2 separate regions of the Sus scrofa genome follow, and region 1 is linked to region 2. The links are chromatin contacts, called in public Hi-C maps. All regions are on one chromosome and are shown on one strand. Each heading gives the region's core, a stretch centred on a gene start, on an enhancer-like site or on the middle of the called end of the contact. The rest is flanking DNA. Distances are from core to core; before and after follow the strand shown.

Region 1 (2,700 bases), core at 83-2,582, 87 kb before region 2:
CAGGCACTCCTACACATGCATTTTTAATTGAGACTCTAGCATGTATAAGCTTAACAGAGTCCCAGGGGCTGAGGTGACATCGGGGCCAGAGTGTGGAGAGACGCCTGGAGATGGAGGAGGGCCCCCAGGACACAGCCCCAGTCTCCCCCTCCACGGTGTCAAGGACTCAGGTCTGCGCCCCCCCACCCCACCCCCCGCAGTTCTTGGATCAAGAACCCAGCCGCCCAGGACTTCCTGGTACTTGTCAGAGCACAGAGATTAGGGACACAGGACCTCACCGGCCCAGCGAGTATCTGGGGACGCTGGCTGCATTACTGCGAGCATGTCACCTCCCTCCTGAGGCCTCAGTTTTCCCCAAAGCAAAGCGAAGAGAAAATTCTTCACCCAACTGCCCTATGGGGTTAAAGGAATCAAATCCGACAGTGGCTGTGAAGACGCTTTGCTCACTATCTCTTTCCAGGACAATTCCAACCAGCATCGTTAATACACGATCTCAGGCTGGGGGGAGACCGCTGGCGTGTGCGCCTTGGCGAGGCCACCACCTTGGGACATAAGCTCACCCCAGAAACACTAAAAACGCGCATCCCCTCGGTTCTGGGCAGATTCCAAGGTGCTGCTACGGCCGCATCCTGGCCCCTTCGGAACCCTATGAGGGGGCGTCCCTGTGATGGAAGACCCACGGGTACAGGCAGCTGTTTGAAAGCGCACACGCTAAGGGACGAGCAAAGCACGGTGCCCCCAATGCGGGCTGGAAGTGGCTGGCTTGGTGTCACCACTGGCTGGCTTACCTTTAACTTCTTCTCTGCCCGCGCTGCCTGCTTGCAGATGGGGTGCCAGACCTCAGAACCTACGGGGCCAGGAAAATAACAAGGGCTCAGACCTTGCACCCCTACCGGAATTTAGCTCTCCCCCATCCCCCACCTCCATTTACCCCCCGGCAGCAGCCAGGAGGACCCCTGGTTCCCCGGGTCGTTGCTGCTGCATCGAGTCAACCACCCACACTCCTGCTGCTCTCCAAAGCCTGCCCGTCCGCCAGGCTCGCGCCAACTCCTGCCAACCTTCTCACCTGCCGGCGGGGACGGCCTCCTCGCTCCTCTGTGGTCCATGGTCCCTTGTCTCTCTCCCAACACAGGCCTTAAAATACAGGGGCTGGTGGACTTATCATCCCGACTAAATCAAGAGCTCCTTTTGGGGGAGCTGGCCTTTCTCTACCGCGGGACCTTCTGCGGCACCGCATCCGCAGAGGACTCTGCCCTCGGCCCTGTGCATGTCGGTGGGGTGAGGGCATGAGCAGGCAGCTGGCAGTGAGTGACACAGAGCAGGTGCTCAGTAAAGGACAGACGGCCGTGAAGTCGGCCTTCCTTTCTCTTCAAAGGCTTCTGACCGCCTGCCAGAGGGATCGTATTTACAGGGCGGGCGTGTCGTGCCGTGTGTCTTGCTTTCGGGCCCTAAGTCTTGATCTGCTGCTGATCCCTAAGAGACTTCAGACTCTTCACGTTCGGCTATGCGACTGCCCACATTTTCCTGCGGGTGAGGGTCCAGCTGGCCAGCCCCAAACTCGAGAGGCCAATTTGGAAAGGCATGAGCAACAGGTGGCTGGTCTCATGTTGAGAAGCGGCCCCAAATATTACACATTCCCCAAAGAAGGAACAGGTGTCCTGGATGAGACGGAAAACCAGGCACACGTTATCCCTCCGGTGCCAGGGCTCTTGGAACCACAAACGGCCACATGCCTGAGCACCCAGACGGCATCTGTGTCCGACTTTGTTTTTAGACTATAGTTTCCATTACGGTTTGTTGCCTGGAAGCCCTAGGGCTGGATGCTGGCTAAGCCTGGTGGGGGGTGGTCCGGAGGAACAGTGAGGCCAGGAGCGAGGGGGAGGAAGCAGGGGCGCGAGGGAGGGAGGCCTCAGGGGCTCGGCTCCGGCCCACTTTCTTCATCTGAGTCCAAGGAGCTGGGCCCTGAGACGATGCTCATCCCCCAAATTCTCCCTGGAGGCCAGATGTGCATTTGGGGAAGGGGGGCTCGCCTTCCGAGATCACGTGCAGTGGCGCTCAGAGCCCAGCAGGGGGCCTCTGGGTCCATGGCCCCTTCCAGCAACCTCGGGGTGTGGCCACCACCAGGGGGTGGGGGGCGGCCCCGGCGTTGAGGAATTGCCGGGAGCATTTTCTGGGTCTCCGAACCCACCGGGAGTGGTTTATGGCAATGGCTCCGGCAGGAAGCCCACGCTGCAGGTCACTGTGTTCACGAGGTGAACACAATGTCTGAGAAGGTCGTGAGCTTCAGCGAAAAGGCATAAGCAGGTACAGGGCTGGGCAGAGGGTCTCCCGGGGTGGGGCGGGGCGGGGCAAAGATGCCTCCTGGGCGGGGCGATGATGTCTCAGGGGCGGGGCCATACGGCCTCCCGGCGCCACTGACCCATCTGTTCCCAAAGGAGGCTGAGCCACAAACGGCTTCAGCCTTCTGCATACGGGAAAGCAGGGGGTTTTTTTGGTTTTGTCTTTTTTAAAATTTAAGAAGTCAGCGGGGAGGGGAGAAATAAACTGTAGCTGACTAGAAATTTTTTAAACATCAAAAGTTTGGGTGTTAGCAGTACATCATTTAAATAAGAGAGGGAAGGAATTTGTTGGAAGTGAGCAATCAACTTAGATAAATGAATGTAAGAAAAGACGACTGCCTCATGAAGACGCCTGTGAGCC
Region 2 (2,700 bases), core at 123-2,622:
ATTTACTGAATCAACAACTTTTTTTTTTTTTTTTTTTTTTTTTTTTTTTTTTTTGCCACCCCCTGGTCTATGGAGTTCCTGGGCCAGGGATCAGACCTGAGCCACAGTTGGGACCTACACCACAGCTGCTGCAAGCCTGGGTCCTTTGAACCTGTGTCCCGGCGCTGCAGAGACGCTGCCGATCCCACGGCGCCGCAGCGGGAGCTCCAGCAACTTCTGCTTGTTCTTTCTTCCTTGCCAGGCACCACGGTGGCCAGGAAAGGTGGGGGGGGGAGGCCATGGGTAAACACACACTTAGGGTTATAATCCGCAAAGCCAGGGGAGAGGGGCACTCGGGGCATGAAGGGGGGGCGTCTGCCCCAGCAGGCGACGCTGGAGCTGAGGCCGAAGAGGGCGGCATCAGCATTGTGACTGGGAGCAGGGCTGGGGGCATGGGGCTAGTGGCAAAGGAGAACCGCAGGTCAGAGTCGGGGCGGGCCCGGCCAAGCGATGTGTCTGCAGGGGCGTCTTCGCGGAGGAGCTGAGCAGGGTGTAAACAGAACCTCGTCCAGGACCTGCGACCTGGGGTGGAAGGGGCCCTGCTGGGCCGGGAGGTCAGAGGCCCTGCTTGCTGTCCCGACGCAGCAGGATAAAATGGTCCCGATTAGAGGCCCGGCTCTACGCTTCACAGCTGCGTGGCCTTAGGTGACTGACTTAACGTCTCCAGGCCACAGCTTAGCGTGTAAGGCAGAGATGAGGGCGGTACCCACCTCACTGGGAAAACCAACAGCAATGACAGATGCCAACCTAGCATCGTGTCCGTGTCCACACCCTTCACTGTCTCGGAACAACGCGGCGGACCTGAGAGGGGCCCCTCTCTGGGCCTGAGTTTCCACGTTTACAAATGGAAGATGGACAACTGAGTCCTGAGCGTCCCTTCACCCTCATGGTCTTGGTTCTAAGCCTCTGAGTGTGTGGGGCTGCGTCCGGCAGAAGGTCCGACCATGATCTAGGCTGGTCCAGGGACGCTTGGTCCCGTGGGGGCCCCACCGGTCTGAGCTGAAGTCCCGATCCCCAGGGAAGAGCGGTCCTCCGGCCAGGGCACGTGTGTGGCCTCCTAACGCCACGTCTGCACCTCTCCTCGTCCTGGGGGACCCCTCGCCTCCGTGCAATTGGCAGGACGCAGGCCTGTTTTTCTGGCCGAGACAGTGTTGCGATGGGGCCGTGCTTTTCCTCTGGTTCCACACATTGTTCTGCAGAGAAACGTTTACAAAAATCAAAGGGGTTCCTGAGGTCTTTGGGAAGCTTCTGGTGGGGGGGAACAAAGGGCCTGGCTTTGAGATCAGAGTGTTGGGGCCACAGTGTCGGCAGCAGGGGAGCCTCGGGCAGACGGTCGCACGGCGGGGTTCTCCGAGGCCTCGCTCCCATCACATCCGACCGCAGCCTGAACCTGCTTCCTGCCGCCACCGCGCCAGCAGGAGCCAGGAGCTGGGCTGGAGCCAGCCCCGGACGGAACCTGGGAGAGGGAGAGCCGGACCCGGGCCTGCCGGTCCCGAGGGAGACAGCCTGCTCTGGGCCGAGCTGCTGTGTGGGTGCATCCAGTCTCGAGGGGGGCCCCCCTGACTCGTCGTTCTCTCCACCAAGAGCTCAGCTCCCGCCTGCAGCTCGGCTGGCGGTGCCTTCCTCTGCTGGGCTGACCTTGCACACAGCCAGGCATCTCCTTAAGGTTCCCTCAGGCCTCCTGCTTTCCTGGGAGGCGTCCTCTGAGCCCAGATCAGTCACTCAGGGGCCACCTTAGCTAGCGCCTCCTTGGGCGCCCTGCACAGAGGCCCTTGGCCTGTCCGTGAGCTTTTCCATCTCGGGAAAAGGGCACACGTGCTCCTACCTGTACCTGGTTGGCTTTTCTCCTGTTTCTTAGCAAAGCTGGAACCTTCTCACCCCCCACGTCTTCACTGAATAGCCGCTTCCCTAGAGAGGCCTCCGTGACCCGCTCGCTAAGGGACCCCAGAGAGGACATTAACTAGTGGGTGGAGCAAAAGCCTCCCAGACGGCGTGGACGGAGCTCTCCTCAGGGCTCACCCACTGCATGAACCCCCAGGCCCTCGTCCCCCAAACTTGGCTCTCGTCCCTCTTTGTTCACTTGGCTCTTTAAGACCAAAACTCTGTCTCTGAACAGGATCTTCCACCAGGTCCCCGCGGCCCTGAGGAGGACGCGTGTCTCTGCTGGTTGTTAAGGTGCCAAACAGCTCTTCCCAGCGACACAGCTGGGAGGTCCAGGGCTGTCCCGCGCAGGAGAAAAGGACTGCGAATCAGAAGACCTGGCTTCCAGGTTTACTCTCACGTCCCAGCTCGGGCCACCAAGTAATTCCTGGTGTGTCCGTCCACTCAGCTGTACTGAGTAAGAGTGTCCATAAAACATTGTTATACTGTCAAATTCTCCCTTTCCCGTGCGTGTCCCGGGGTTGTTCCGGGCGTGAAACCGCGTGCTCTGCGAGCTAATCTATGCAAAGTGGGTGGAGGTTTTTTTTTCATTTCATTGTAACAGCAACGCAAGCTTAGTTATTTGCACGCAACTTGCAGCGGGTGGCAGCCGAGCCCCTGACGTCCAGGAAGGCCGAGGACAAGGACGAGCAGAACTCAGTGCAGGAGTCCTTTCCCCAGGGACCCTTAGTCCTTTCCCCTAAGGGTCGGTGCAGTGACACAGTGCAGCCCCCCGGCCGC

What was found. Hi-C and Micro-C count contacts between places; a contact is called where the count stands out from the background.
Region 1: a Hi-C map of skeletal muscle shows a contact between it and region 2, with 4 times the contacts expected there. The contact joins two enhancer-like sites. A contact is called at or near these places in 1 of 5 promoter capture datasets (liver), 15 of 47 Hi-C or Micro-C datasets (alveolar macrophages, embryonic fibroblasts, fetal heart ventricle and 9 more) and 1 of 2 datasets of contacts at active chromatin or transcription factors (skeletal muscle).

What each region holds. Positions count from the first base shown.
Region 1 is chr2:150,376,928-150,379,627 of Sscrofa11.1, reverse strand. ABLIM3 (actin-binding LIM protein 3) reads right to left here. Exons shown (of 21, transcript XM_021084998.1): 9 at 789-847. Among named protein-coding and RNA genes, the nearest start is that of AFAP1L1, 67 kb to the left of the region's middle. Within about 2 kb of position 1,332, at least 6 of the 83 cell types and tissues checked have an H3K27ac peak or open chromatin away from gene starts, as enhancers often do. A contact at or near this core is called in skeletal muscle, where this site is marked.
Region 2 is chr2:150,289,558-150,292,257 of Sscrofa11.1, reverse strand. The region is part of intron 1 of ABLIM3 (actin-binding LIM protein 3); the gene reads right to left. Among named protein-coding and RNA genes, the nearest start is that of ABLIM3, 31 kb to the right of the region's middle. Within about 2 kb of position 1,372, at least 4 of the 83 cell types and tissues checked have an H3K27ac peak or open chromatin away from gene starts, as enhancers often do. A contact at or near this core is called in skeletal muscle, where this site is marked.